2 separate regions of the Mus musculus genome follow, and region 1 is linked to region 2. Evidence: chromatin contacts called from public HiChIP or PLAC-seq data. All regions are on one chromosome and are shown on one strand. Each heading gives the region's core, a stretch centred on a gene start, on an enhancer-like site or on the middle of the called end of the contact. The rest is flanking DNA. Distances are from core to core; before and after follow the strand shown.

Region 1 (6,842 bases), core at 29-2,528, 52 kb after region 2:
GAGGTAAGGCCCCGTAGTCTGCATCCAATGGCCAAGTCCCCATACTGATCGTCCGATGCCTATGGGGCAGTTGCCTCGCCGCCGTGAGACAGGTAGGTGTTCAGACCCCTTCAGACAGCCTGCCTCAGGTCTGCCTTAGGTCTAGGCTCCCTGTGTGCTCTCAGGTGGTCCTGCAGATTGTCACTCCTGGGCAAAGATGAAAGACTGTCCATTCACCCTTTCCTGGCAGGAAGCATAGCTCTGTTTTGAGTTACTGCCAGGAAGGCTTCTTGGTAGACCATCCTCCCCCTGGGTCCTCTGAGCAGAAACAACAGGTTCTTGGGGATTTGTTCCTGTCTCAGAATCCCTTGTTATCAGCTCCTTTAAGCCTATCTTGGGATATATAAAGCAAAAAACACCCAGTGACTCATTCAATCCCATGGCCCTAAGGTCCCTGGCTGGCTGCCCCATCTTCTCTTGGCCTTCTTAATATTTAAGTAGAAGTGTGTGCCTAGGCACTTAGTTGAAAGTCGATGATAAGGTAAGAAAGTATAAGGAAGATTTTTTTTTTTTTTAAAGACAGGGTCTCTATGTAGTTCTGGAACTCTGTATAGACCAGGCTGGCCTCAAACTCCGAGATCTGACTACCACTGCCCCCTGAGTGCTGGGATCAAAGGTGTGTGCCACCTGCTCAGCCAAGGAAGCCGGTTATCTAAGGAAGGCACTTCCAGCATAGAAGAAAGACTTCTTTTTTCCACTCATTCTGCCTTTTATCTGCCCTACTGGGCTGCTGGAGGAGACACTCACTGCCAGTCTGTCAATCACTGAGTTGGCTGTCCTTGTAAACTTGGGACCCACTATACTGCAAACGCACTTCACATGACGCCTGCACCTGGATTGCCCTCGGTGTACTGGGCTGGTGGGGGGGCTAATGGGGTGTCTAGCATGGGGTCAGGGGCCACATGCTGCTCACCCATGCCTTACACAAAGATTCACGTTCCAGAGCCAGGGTGAGATTGCTGATGCCCACAGTCCAGGCCAGGGGAGCCCTCAGGACACTTTGCAGTGAATAGAGTCAGCAGCCTGTGATGTTTCTCTTCTCCTCGGCCCTGAGTTGTAGTCTCACTGCAGGCCTGATGCTCTGTTCATCATCTTTGGTGGGTTTCATTTTAGTTTCTGAAGTAAGCTTTTTTTTTGATCTTGTTCTTTGAAATATGGTCTCGACATGGCAGCCAGGCTGGGCTCACACCTGAACTCTTCGGGTGGCAGCTTCCCAGGAGCTAAGATCACAGCTGTGCACCTCACACCACCTGACTCACTGTGGTGTCAGTTTAGTTTACTCTTATCTCCCATTTCTAAAAGCAGCCTGTGTAAAAAATGGGACCGCACTGAGAGTGGTATCCTGGTGTTCAGAAACCCCAAGAAAGGCTATCCTGACCTTACAGGACCCCTACACCACGCAGAGGGCCAAGCGAACACGAGCAGGCCCATAGGGTGGCCCCAATCTTTGCTCCTAGGTAATGGGATTTTTACATCGAACTTTCATCTCCCTGACAAGGTGAACATGAGGTTATGTGAATCGATGGGGCTGTGAGTTTCTGTCAGCTTCTCTCCCTCTCTACAACAGAAGTCATGTTCAGATGCCCCACAGCCCAGGCTAGCCCAGCAAGGAGGTCTAAGAGCAAGAGTGATAGTGGCTTTACACAAAGTGAACCCCGTGGCATCTGCTGTCTGTGTGTGTGTGTGTGTGTGTGTGTGTCCTCTCATCCCTAAGGCAGCCTGAAGTCTCACCAGTAGCTCGGACTCACCAGGGCTTGCAGCTTGGGACAGTGGATGGAGAGCTGGACGAGGGTGCTGTCGGTAATCTGGAGAGAGACACAGTCAGTGTGGCTCCTGCACTAGGGCTTAACACCCGGTCCTGGATTCTCCTGAGCGTGGGACTCAGAGGGAGCAAAAAGAAAAGTAAAACCTCATTCAAGCACACTGGGGCTCACACTGTCAACTCCTAGGCTCACTAGGAGGCTCACTGCTCTTTGGCCTTGCTTCTGGTGCCTGAGGGAGCCTAGGGACAGGACAGACATCAAAGCGGTGGGTGGGGAGTTCCCCAGAACACCCTCCTGTAGTCACCCTGTCACCCAACATGCAGGTTCATTCCTCTCACAAGCTCTGTGTGAAATAAAAGGCAACCCTGCTTATGCTTGGGAATGGATGGTACTCTCCTGCATGTGGAACCACCAGACACTTACAGACCCCATTACAAATGGCCTAACGGGGGCCTGATCCCCACCACCATGCTGGGTAGTACTGGTAACCTCTGCTTGCTACAATGCCAGCCCCCTAAGGGGTTGCCAGAAGTCCACTCACCAGGACACATTCTTCAAGGTCCATCTTCTCCAGCTCATGGCAATTCTGAAAGAGTCCATGGGGCTTTACTTTACTATGTGGGCACACAAAGAGTAGCCCTGCAGCTCACCTGTTTCACTGAGGAGTGGGCCCTGCTCCTTCAGCCATCCCAAACAAGTAATTCAGAGTGGCTGCCAAGCTCAGTCTGAACAGCGGTCATGGCTACCCACCCCAGTCATCCCCTCTCAACCAAGAAAGAGTTGTCACACCGGCCTACACCATAGATCAGACTCCTGCAGGAGGCGGGGAGAGGAGGATGCAGATGGTTACCCAGGCAGGATGGAAGGCGGGAGAGCACTGCCCTAGCCAGGGAAGCTGAGCAGAAGCCATACAGAGAGGTCACTGGAGAGAGGCTTTGTGCAAGGTGGGTCTCCCTGGCAAGCAAGACAGTGAGGCCTGAACTCAAGGCATCCTGCCTGTGGCAGTGTGTACTCAAGGTAACTGAATGTGGCCCACATTTCCCGGTAACTCAACTGCACAGTTCTTAACGTGAACTCAGTAAATGCCAACGTGGTGTCGAGAAGTTGGACACACCTGCCAGGATCTCCCCAGAGTCCTGGCCAGCTGACAGAAGTGCAAAGGTCATCGTGGTCATCTCCTCTGAAGCTAGGTGTCGGTGTCTTTGCATTCCCCAAATCTACCCTGAGTCACTTTGAATTACAGCACAGTTGTGTCCCAGACTTGATTCCTTACCCGAGCTAGCAGTGTAAAGCCTGCGTCGGTCAGATGGGAGCACCGGGCAGCCTCCAAAACTCTGCAGAGCGGGCATGAACAGGGGGGAAAGACACACAACACCTAGTTAGCAACAAACTCTGCATGGGGCACAGGCTGTTCTGAGAGCCTGCTCTGCTCTGGCACACTGAGCCACTTCCTGGTCATGTCCTTCTGGGTCTTGCAAACAGGGCCTCTTGGGACAGATGAGTGGTACCAGGCTCAAAGGCATGGAGCAGAGTCCTAACGTCTCACCAGAGTGAACCAGGAGCCCACCCCACGCTGTTGTTTTAGAACCCAATAAAATGGACTTTTGCCAAATCCTCTTGCGATCCACGTGATTATCTTGTACCGGGGACTGAACTCGCCCCAGACGTGCTGACAAGTGCTCCACCCTAGTCACCCTCTAGGAGACATTAAAGTGTAGGCAATGAAAGGCATGGGTTAATTCTCATTAGGCCTGAAACAGTTTCACTGTAAAAACAGATAGAATGTTCTCTACTGCCTCTTTGTATAGTTTGTGTTGAGACCGTAGGTTCTGAAGTGGAATCTACAGGTTCAGATTCTTGTTTCCCTTGTCATCCATCTTGAGACACAGGACAAACTGACTTTCCTCTGGGCCTCAGTTTCTGCTGAATATGGGTGTCCACTCACACAGATGTGTTTAGTTAAATCAGGGTGGCACAGGCCTATGGGGAGTTGGCTACTCGCACAGGCTCCCGTGCATGCAGGGCTAGTGTTGGGCAGCGGACAGCAGTGCTCTACCTTGGGAACCAACCTTCCTTCTTCTATTCAGGAGGATGACAGGCAAGCAACCAGACCGTCTCTGAGTTTGCCTATCTATTGACAGGGTTAGCAGAGACATTCATCTAGTCTATGTAACCAGACCACTCCAATGGCCAAAGCCAAAGTGTGACAGCATGAAGTAAATGTGAACAAACACATGAAACAGACCAAGAAACTACATGAGTGCAGCTGTGCTGCACACCCATCCGCCCCTAGTGGGCATAGGTGATGTCATACCTCCTGGTTCTACCACCCTGAGGGCTACCAAACCGCTCCCCCTGGCAGCCTAGTCCTCTCAGAGCCAAAGAGCAAAAAGGGGTCATACTCACTGTAGTCTGGGGCAGTTCAGGCCCAAGGCTGTGAGAGATGCATCCGTAAGGTTGCTACAACCCGAGAGGCACAGAGCCTGTAGCCGGTGGCAGCCCCTGCAGATCTGCACCACGCCATCATCAGTGATGCGCTAGGGAGAAGAGCACAGGGGTCAGGGGCCAGTGCTGACGGACACGGAGCCTGGGGGACACGGAGCCTGGGGGAATGAGCCTAGTGCGGTCTACCTGGTTCTCTGCTGCCTACAAGCACTTCACCCTGACACCAAACCAAAACACAAGCAGGCAGCATGTGGCAGCACTCACCTGTACTCCCAGCACTTCGAAGGCTGGGGCAGGAGGATTTCGAGTCCTAGTCCATCCTGGACTTCATAAGTGAAATCCTACCTCAAGACAAAACTAGCCAAGTGTACTCCTTTGACCCCAGCACATGGGAAGCAGAGGCAGGTGGAGTCTGGAGTGTGCCTGGTCTAGAACAGCCAAGGCCATGTGGTGAGACCCTGTCTCAAACAAACAGACCTGTCCAAAATCAAAGTAACAAACGACAAGTCACCAAGTCCCGGCGCTCACTACGTCGGAAGGGGCCGGCCTGGCAGGCGTGAGGCGCTCTCAGAATTCAGCCCCAGCACTGCTAAACACAGGGGCAGTTCCAGTTCCGCACAGCTGTAAGATAGTCTAGCATTAGCAAGGCTAAAGATTCCACCAGGAGAGTCTTCAGAAGAGCCGAGTTCAGGAGCAGTTTATAAACTGATGGAGAACACTAAGTTACTCCTGAGACTGCCTGGTCAAACGACACATTAGCATGCGGCTGGGTGTGTAGACAGTCATGCTTTGTGTTCTCATCATAGAAATCGTATGGGCTTACAAACGTACGTATAACACTTCACCAAACCATCTAGAGGAAAGGAAAAGCATGTACTGATAGATTCCTTGGAGTTCTATTTAATCAGGCTGTGAGAGCAGAATAATCTTTGCTTCCCATACTGGTTCCTGCAGACAACAACGTGTTCCTGAGCTTAACCATTGGCCAGTGCTCTCCCATGCAGTGCAGAGTCTGTCCTTTGGACAGTCCAGGCAGGTCTGTGAAGCCACTGCTCCCCCCCACCCCCCACCCCCCCAGCCACCACCATCACACACTCTGAAGTCCAGGATTCGTTTGTTAAAGCTGAATGCAATGTCTTTCCCTTGAGTTTCCCCTTGGGTCATGCAACCATGAACCTGCACATCCTCCCAGCAGCAGTGAGGAAGGCTGATGCCTACAGAAGAGTGCTGGCTTTCTCTTGCACATGCCCTGGGTTTACAGCACTGCTGCTTGTGTGCATGTGTGTGTGTGTGTGTGTGTGTGTGTGTGTGTGTGTGTGTGCGCGCACAACCTCAAGTGTCATTGTTCAGGTGCTTTCTTGAAACTCATTCTGCGGCTGGCTCAGAACTTGCCAAGTAGGCTGGCTGGCCAGTGAGCTGGGGGACTCCTGTGTCTGCTTGCCCAGTGCTCAGTGCCCAGTGCCCAGTGCCCAGTGCCCAGTGCCCAGTGCCCAGTACCCAGTGCTCAGTGCCCAGTGCCCAGTGCCCAGTGCCCAGTGCTCAGTGCCCAGTGCCCAGTGCTCAGTGCCCAGTGCCCAGTGCCCAGTGCTCAGTGCCCAGTACCCAGTGCTCAGTGCCCAGTGCCCAGTGCCCAGTGCCCAGTGCCCAGTGCCCAGTGCCCAGTGCCCAGTGCCCAGTGCTCAGTTTCTGCCATGGGCTATATGGATCAAGCTCAAGTCCTTGGCAAAGCCAGCACTTAATTGACTGACTGAGCTATCTTCCCAGCCCACGGCTGCTATTCTCACTGGGGGATCAGAAGGGCTCCAGTGTGTTAAAAAGAAACTACATTGAGCTCTAACAGCTAGGCGGTTAGTAACAGCATTCCTGATTTTTTTTTTTTTAAGAGCCAGGCATATTGGCCCCCACCTGTAATCCCAGCTTTCAGTAAGCTCTCAGAGAGTAGCCTGGGCTATGCAGTGAGACCTTGTCCATCTGTCTCATATATTTATGTATATACATATATATATAAATATATCATATATAAATACAGGTATAGAAACTAACAAAGCTGATTTATATAATTCTGGGGAGGTGTCGATAGCCTTGTGCCAAACATGCTGCTATTATTATTGTTCTCTCACCTTACAAAGAGTCACAACTCCCATAAGGATAGAGGATGTGGAGTCAGGGCAAGGCTATGTGGCCAGATGCCAGCCACTTTGGGTATATGCAGCCTGGCAACGGGCTGACTGAGCACAGGTGCGGCGGGCAGTGGGGCCGCGCATAGGTGTGGCTGCGGGCAGTGGGGCCGCACAGTGGGGCCACGCATAGGTGTGGCGGCGGGCAGTGGGGCCGCACAGTGGGGCCGCGCATAGGTGTGGCGGCGGGCAGTGGGGCCGCACAGTGGGGCCGCGCATAGGTGTGGCGGCGGGCAGTGGGGCCGCACAGTGGGGCCCGCGCATAGGTGTGGCGGCGGGCAGTGGGGCCGCACAGTGGGGCCGCGCATAGGTGTGGCGGCGGGCAGTGGGGCCGCACAGTGGGGCCGTGCATAGGTGTGGCGGCGGGCAGTGGGGCCGCACAGTGGGGCCGCGCATAGGTGTGGCGGCGGGCAGTGGG
Region 2 (7,090 bases), core at 4,397-6,896:
ATTTAATAAACTTATATTTTCAATGATTTTCTGATATTGTTAGTTTGCCATATTTAAAATGAATAGCTTCCCATACTAGAAATGAAGCCAAGGCCTTGAGCATGCTAGACAGGCATTCTCCCAATGAGAGAGAATGCCTAGCTCAATGATCGTTTTAATTTTGTCCTGCTTTGTATACCTTGGCAGCCTTAATAAGCTGAGCTCTGGGCTGGAGAGATGGCTCATCAGGTAAGAGTACCGACTGCTCTTCCAAAGGTCCTGAGTTCAATTCCCAGCAACCACGTGGTGGCTCACAACCATCTGTAATGAGATCTGATGCCCTCGTCTGGTGTGTCTGAAGACAGCTACAGTGTACTCATATAAATAAAATCTTAAAAAAAAAAAAAAAAAAGCTGAGCTCTGCCACTTGTTCTTCAAAGACAACTGAAAGGCTGGAGAGGTGTCTTCTTGGTTAAGAGCACTGGCTGCTCTTCCAGAAGACCGCATCCAATCCCCAGCACCCACATGATGGCTCACAACTCCAGTCACAAGGGAGCTGACACTCTCTTCTAGCCTCATGGGCACTGTGCAGTGTACACAGACATACATGCAGACAAAACACCCATACACAGAAAATGAAAAATAAGAGACATGTGTAAATATCTTTAAAACACAATAGTACATGTAAGTCTGTGTATAAATGTACATGTAGCTTAATGTACATGGCGTTTCTCATCTGGGATGACAATGCTCCCTCCAAGAGCCAAAGAGCACCTAACAAAACTCCAACACCGCCAGGTGCGGTGGTGCACGCCTTTAATCCCAGCAGAGGCAGGCAGATTTCTGAGTTCGATGCCAGCCTGGTCTACAAAGTGAGTTCCAGGACAGCCAGGGCTACACAGAGAAACCCTGTCACACACACAAACACACATACACACACAAAAACAAACAAACAAAAACTCCAACATCAGACATGAGGAGCCTTCTTTTGAATTGTTGAATTGTTGGTCACAGTCATCTGAAGTCCCCTCAAACATTACAGGTTATTGCCATTCCCTTTGTTTGTCCCCTAGAAGTGGAAAGTTAGTCCCTGTTGCTAAAAACACCAAACACTTCAAATGCAGGCCCTACAGGCTGCTGAGCAGGATCCAACCTGAATGGCTCTTCTCTGAGGACTAGCTTTCATGGTACTAGAAGGTGCCATGCAGTTTCCAAAGGAGAAAAGAAAGCAACAGTCCTAAACAGTGAAAATGGCCACCAAGACATGATAACCCTAAGGGTACAGTGCTGGCAACTTTGTATCATTTTATTGGGTTCTTAGACCTCGAACACCTTTCCAACCCCTATTTCACCCTAATACCCTCCAACTCCCAGCACTAAGTAGGAGAGAAAGATTAGAATGGAAAGGGGACGTAGCCTCTGTAGGTTACTTCCAGCTGAATAGGGTCATTGGGATCCTAGGGGCAAGTCCAATCTTCATTGTCAGAATACCCAGCAGTTCAACATTAGCGAATGCAGCAGGGGAGCAGCCTCTGTCACAGAACCTCTCGGACTCCTAGCATTTAGACCCTCTCCAGAGTCCCCAGAATTAAACTCTCTGGAGCTGGCAAAAATCATACCCCACCTGGAGCAGGAGACAATCATGGTTAATGGCTGTGCAAAATCTGAAGTAGCCCTATATCCCACATCTGGGATTAAATTAGAGAAAACATAACATAACCTGGTTTTTAAAGAAACCAAAAGCTCTCAGTACAGTACAGTTGTGGCACATATACCTTGCTTGTAACCAGTGGCTCTCAACTCAGACTTAAGGCATGCTATGCAAGAAAGAAATCACGGCTTCCACTAGAAACGTAGCCAACTACCCACTCTGGTGATGCCATAGAGCTTGAGGAGAACCCACCCCTACCGATTTACTAAGCCAGCAAAGTGCCAAGCTACATTCCAAATAGTTGCCCTTATACTTGAAAAAATGTAGTCCTCACCCCTCATCAAGGAAACCTCTCTTTGCAGACAGAAACTATGACAGAAAACCACAGCCCACCAGAATGCAGGACTGGATCCCAGTCCCGGATACATTTACAAGATGACTCGTGCACCTAAGGTTCAGGGAGCATTTCAGGAGAGGGGACTGGGATTGGGAGAGCCAAAGGATGAGGGGGTGGGGGGAGGTGACAATGAGATTGCGTCTTCTAGTAAGGTCAGAAGCTACACCCATAGTGTCTCACTAACGTGACTGTTAAAACATCAGCTAAACAAGGACAGCACTGATGGACATGCTATCATGGACAGAGGAAAGACCAAACGACCTCCTTCCTATACAAAGAACTACAGGGAACGAAGGAATGCTGAGAGCTGGAGAAATTGTCTTCCCCAGAAGAGAGCACAGCAACTGGTCATCCAAATGGTCAGACCTGAAAACGTGCACACAAGTAACGTTATACAGACTGAGCTCCTTAGGGGTTTTTTTTTTTAATCTGTTTAGGAATATATATGTACTTGCATACATGCATATGTGCATGCAACACCAATGGAAAAGGTCATAAATTTGAAAGAGAGCAGGAGGGGGCATAGGGGAGCGTTTGGGGGGAGGGAAAGGAGAGGGACGATGCAATTATAATCTCAAAAAATAAAAGAACAACAAAAAAAAAGTAGACAAGTAATAAAAACAGAGATACAGTCCACGTGACCATGCTGGGAAGAGGACAAAATGAAATGTTCTAGTGAACCGCTCCATCCTCAAGGGTGATGAGAGAGGTTTTAGGTTGACTAGAGGGTGAGAGGTGTGTATAGGTAATCAGTCCCGGCTAAAGAGCTGTCCCAACCATCACTGACCTGTCATGATCTCAACTCGAATCCTTTCTATATATATATATCCTGTATATATATCTTCTGTAGCTCAGGTTGGCTTCGAACATTGTTTCTCCTGTGTTAACCTCCCTAGTGCTGGGATTACATATCTTGTGGTTTGAATAAGAATAGCCCCCATAGACTCTCGAGTGAGTGTGTGTGTGTGTGTGTGTGTGTGTTTAAATGCTTGTTCCATAAAGAATGGACTATTAGGAGGTGTGGCCTTTTGGAGGAAGTCTCAATGTGAGGCTTTGAGGTTTTCCTTGCTCAAGCTACACCCAGTGTGGTACACAGTGTCTCCCTGCTGCCTGAGATCGAGATGTAGAACTCTCAGTTCCTTCTTCAGCAGCACCACGTCTGCCTGTATGTTGTCATGCTTCTCGACAGACATGATGTAACAAACTAAACCTCCAAAACTGTAAGTTAGCCTCAGTGAAATATTTTCCTTTAACTGGGACATGCCTTTAATCTTAGCACTCAGGAGACAGACACATGTGGATCTTTGAGTTCAAGGCCAGCCTGGTCTACAGAATGAGTTCCAGGACAACCAAGACTACACAGAGAAACCCTTTATAAGAGTTGCCATGGTCATTGTTCACCCACTAATAGGGAACGTGAGCTGGGTTTAGACCGTCATGAGACAGGACCTTCAGAAGAGCAATCGGTGCTCTTAACCACTAAGCCATCTCTCCAGGCCATCTTAAAATTCTTAAGCGATAAGGAGGTCGGCCAGTTCCTCCTGCTTTCTGTTTTTTATAACCCACGCACACACGCACGCTCCATCCACAGTGGGGAACAATCATGGAGGAAGAGGGTTCCCAGACTGCCCTTCGAGAATAAAATGGGAGGCCAGAACCAAAGTCTTTTGGATAAAGTACCACATCGGACTATGCACTAACCCATTTGGCTGCCTTCCTTCCCAAGGCATGGATCGTCCCAGCATAGGAAAGATCTCCCTCCCTCCCTCTCTCCCTCTCTCCCTCCTTCCCTCCCTTTTGACCCATTTTCATTCTTCTACCATACACTCAATAAAATTAAATTAAATTAAATTAAATAAAGAGTTGCCATGGTCATGTCTCTCTGTGGCAATAGAAACCCACTGAGACAACATGCATGCACCATTTCAACCTGTTTCCAAAGAGGAATGTTTGACAGAGAAAAGTCATTTTCTTTGGGTATGGTCTTGAATAAATCTAGTTCCAATAATTTCTGTCACCAGGTCTTTCAGTAGAGCTGTGAGCTGAATTAACCTGAAAGTCCTTGCTGTTTTAAGGCAGGGTCTTGGCTGGCCTAGAGCTCAACTGTGAATACCAGGCTTCTATAAACTCACAGAGATTTCTTCCCTGCCCAGTCCTCCAGTGCACTGGGACAAAGAGCACACCCCATCACCCTGGCCCTGACCTTAGATGTTGGCAAATGTTAGCTTTCAGAGGCTGTGCTTCTACATATGTGTGAGTACTCTAGTGCATAAACTGATTAAAGAGACAAATGATAGCACAATTACACTTGTCCCAAGAATCAGAGAATTACTCCCCCTTCCCCCGTTATTTCCAACAGTTAATAATAAACCTGTCAAATGAACGTTGCTGGACCCACATCCGAATCCTTTGGAAACAATATTATGTGAAAAAAGCAATAATCGAGGGCCGGCTTGGAGGGAGCAGTTCTTCTCAAAGCTTGTTAGGGATACCCAGACACAGACTTCCATGAAGCAGTAAAAGGGAGCACTTGGGCATAGATAGGAAGTCTCTATGCTTAGTGTATTCTTTGTCTTTTGCTGCGGGTATCTGTGTGTGTGTGTGTGGTTTTTGTTTGTTTGTTTGTTTGTTTGTTTGTTTTGTCTTCGTGCTACCTGAACCATAACCTCCCGGGTTTGTTTGTTGTCTTTTGTTTTAGAAAAACACTAGTTTTCTTCACGTTAACTCTCACAGCAATTTGCATGGTTTGTGTTAGCGCACATGATTAAGGAATAACGAGGGTGTCACACACTCTTGTGCTATGTGCGTCACCAGATCTTCTGGGCTCTGCAAATTTGCTTTGTTTTGTTTTGAGACAAGCCCTTGTATATAACCTTGATTCAGCCGGAGCTCGCCAAGTAGACCAAGCTGACCTCGAACTCAGACCAGCATGCTTCTGCCTCCGGATTAAAGTTGAGTTGAGAGGGGCGGGGACCTTTTAGGGAGGGCTGACTGGCTTATTCTCCTGCCAATCAAGATCTTCTGCACAACAGACCTAGCTTACATCAGACGAGATGTACCCGCTTTTCTCTGGAGCGGGGGCAAAAGCCGACGAAAGGGTATTTCCCAGAACCGACGGAAGTAGGACCTGGAACCACTTCCTCCAGTGCGGGCCAATGAGCTCTTACTTATGGCAGTCAATTTAGTCCCGGAGGGGAAGAGCGTTTTGATTGGTGGCTCAGCCGGGAACGCAGAGGCTCACGGGAATCCATTCCGGCCGCTTCGCCGTGACTGCCCAGAAGACCTGTCAGTCAGCCGAGCGTAACCGGTCACACCTCTTCCGCCGCCAGGCCGCGACACCGCGGGGGCCGGGCAGCGCCGCTCGGCCCAGGCGCTAGTGCCGCCGCGAGGCGCGGGGCCGCGAGGGGCGGGCCTGGGAGGGGAGCGGCCGCAGGGGCGGGGCCGGAGGAGGAGGCGGAAGCGGCGAGCGAGCCCAAGCCGGAGCCGCATCGAAGCTGCGTCCGGGCCGGCGGAGCGGCGGCGGCGGGGTTGGCCGGGGCGAAGGGGCGCTGGAGCCTGGGCGGGCGGGCAGAGGGCTGGGGGGGGGGGGGCGCGGCCCGGGAGCGGGTGACGGGCGTGCCGGGGGGATGCGCGCTGGGGCTGTGGGGCGGGGCGGGCGGCGGCCGCGGGAGCGGCGCCGGGGGCGGGCGGCGGCATGAGGCGCGGGGCCGGCGGCCGCGGGAGGGCGGCGCGGCTCGCGGCCCGGTCGCTCCCGCCGCAGCTGCTGGCCCGCACGCTGTGCCCTGACAGCTGGGCCTCGGCCGCTCTCGTCTCAGCCGCGTCCCGCGCCGCCGCAGGTGACCACTCGCCGCGCCGCCGGAGGCTTCACCCGCGTCCTCCCTCAGGACGCGCCCGCGGAGCTCGGGCGCCTTCGCCCCGGACCCGGAGGCCGCGCTGCGCGGGGCGGCGGCGAGGCCGGAAGATGGCCTGGGTGCTCAGTATGGACGAGGTGATCGAGTCCGGGCTGGTGCACGACTTCGACTCCAGCCTGTCCGGCATCGGGCAGGAGCTGGGCGCCGGCGCCTACAGCATGAGGTAAGGGGCGCGCGGCTGCCTCCGCCGGGCGGGGCCTGGGCCGCGGGGTCGGGGTCCTGCCGCGTGGCGCCGTGGCCTGGGAGGCCGACGGGGGCGGCTAGCGGCGGAGGACCCCGTCGCTTCTGCCTGGGGAAGCCGCGCTAGCCGTTGAGATTGGGTCAGAGGGGCAGGGACTTTCTTTCCAAGTGATTTACGAGTCCTTTTAGCTGGAGTAGGCTGTACAAAAGGCACTGTTTCTAATGGGAAAACTGTAGCTTTTCCTACGGTGCCTGGTAGCGTGGCCTGCGACTTTCAGCCGCTTGACATTCTGATAGTAAGTTATATTGTGAGTGAAAGTAGCCCTGAGGGTTGGCGAGCGCAGTGACTTGCTTGTATAGTCTCCTGATTGAGAGTGAAGTTGGGCCCTTGCTAGGTTTCTTCATTCTCAAAGTGACTCCCCTCAGGCTGTTTCCTTTTGCAGAGGGCTTTAAGATTGTGCCACACACAATAGTTTAGTCACTGCTGTCTGCACCAGCAGCTGTTCCTTTTTGTGTAATTGGGAGAGGCGGAAACAGATAGGAGCCAAGTGTGTCTGCCCCTTACTTATCCCGAAAGAGTTGAAGAGTTCTTGGTGGCTCGGCAGCCCTTTGTTTCGATGTTGGAATATGGCTTGTGTAGGGTATGGTTTACCCAAGGAGGTAAAAAACGGAGTGGTTTTTGAAACGTGTGAATTAAGTGTAGTACTTAGTTTTCAGCAGTATGGTTGGTTGTGTAAAGTGTGCGATGTGGGCTCCCTGGGGCTCTCCTACCTTTCCTGCCGCCCAGGGGAGGTCAGAAGCATTGTTAATACCCTAAGAGAAATGCCCTGGGTCAGAGCTGGTCTGCACAAGTCCAGCCTCATCCCTGAAGCAATTAGCCTTGACTCTGGCGGGTCGGGAGGTTTCTTGGCCCGTGGAAAGAAGCGGTGGAAAACATACTAAACTAAGAATTAAGCCGCTCGCATGCATCTG

Evidence for each region. HiChIP or PLAC-seq counts read pairs in DNA pulled down with a chosen protein or histone mark.
Region 1: an H3K4me3 HiChIP or PLAC-seq map of the SCID.adh cell line shows a contact between it and region 2, with 13 read pairs. The contact joins the enhancer-like site here to the promoter of Ubp1 in region 2. A contact is called at or near these places in 1 of 39 promoter capture datasets (erythroid cells), 5 of 484 Hi-C or Micro-C datasets (the G1E-ER4 cell line, embryonic stem cells, erythroblasts and 2 more), 3 of 115 datasets of contacts at active chromatin or transcription factors (the SCID.adh cell line, embryonic stem cells and kidney) and 2 of 9 other capture datasets (adipose tissue and pancreatic islet).

Annotation. Positions count from the first base shown.
Region 1 is chr9:113,982,198-113,989,039 of GRCm38.p6, forward strand. Fbxl2 (F-box and leucine-rich repeat protein 2) reads right to left here. Exons shown (of 15, transcript NM_178624.6): 10 at 4,209-4,339; 11 at 3,076-3,136; 12 at 2,344-2,388; 13 at 1,788-1,844. Among named protein-coding and RNA genes, the nearest start is that of Fbxl2, 41 kb to the right of the region's middle. Within about 2 kb of position 1,279, at least 23 of the 459 cell types and tissues checked have an H3K27ac peak or open chromatin away from gene starts, as enhancers often do. A contact at or near this core is called in the G1E-ER4 cell line, the SCID.adh cell line and olfactory sensory neurons, where this site is marked.
Region 2 is chr9:113,925,666-113,932,755 of GRCm38.p6, forward strand. It overlaps Ubp1 (upstream binding protein 1), which reads left to right and starts at 5,647. Exons shown (of 16, transcript NM_001372510.1): 1 at 5,647-6,101. The coding sequence starts at 5,989. It overlaps Gm39439 (a long non-coding RNA gene), which reads right to left and starts at 5,261. Exons shown (of 4, transcript XR_003948257.1): 1 at 5,062-5,261.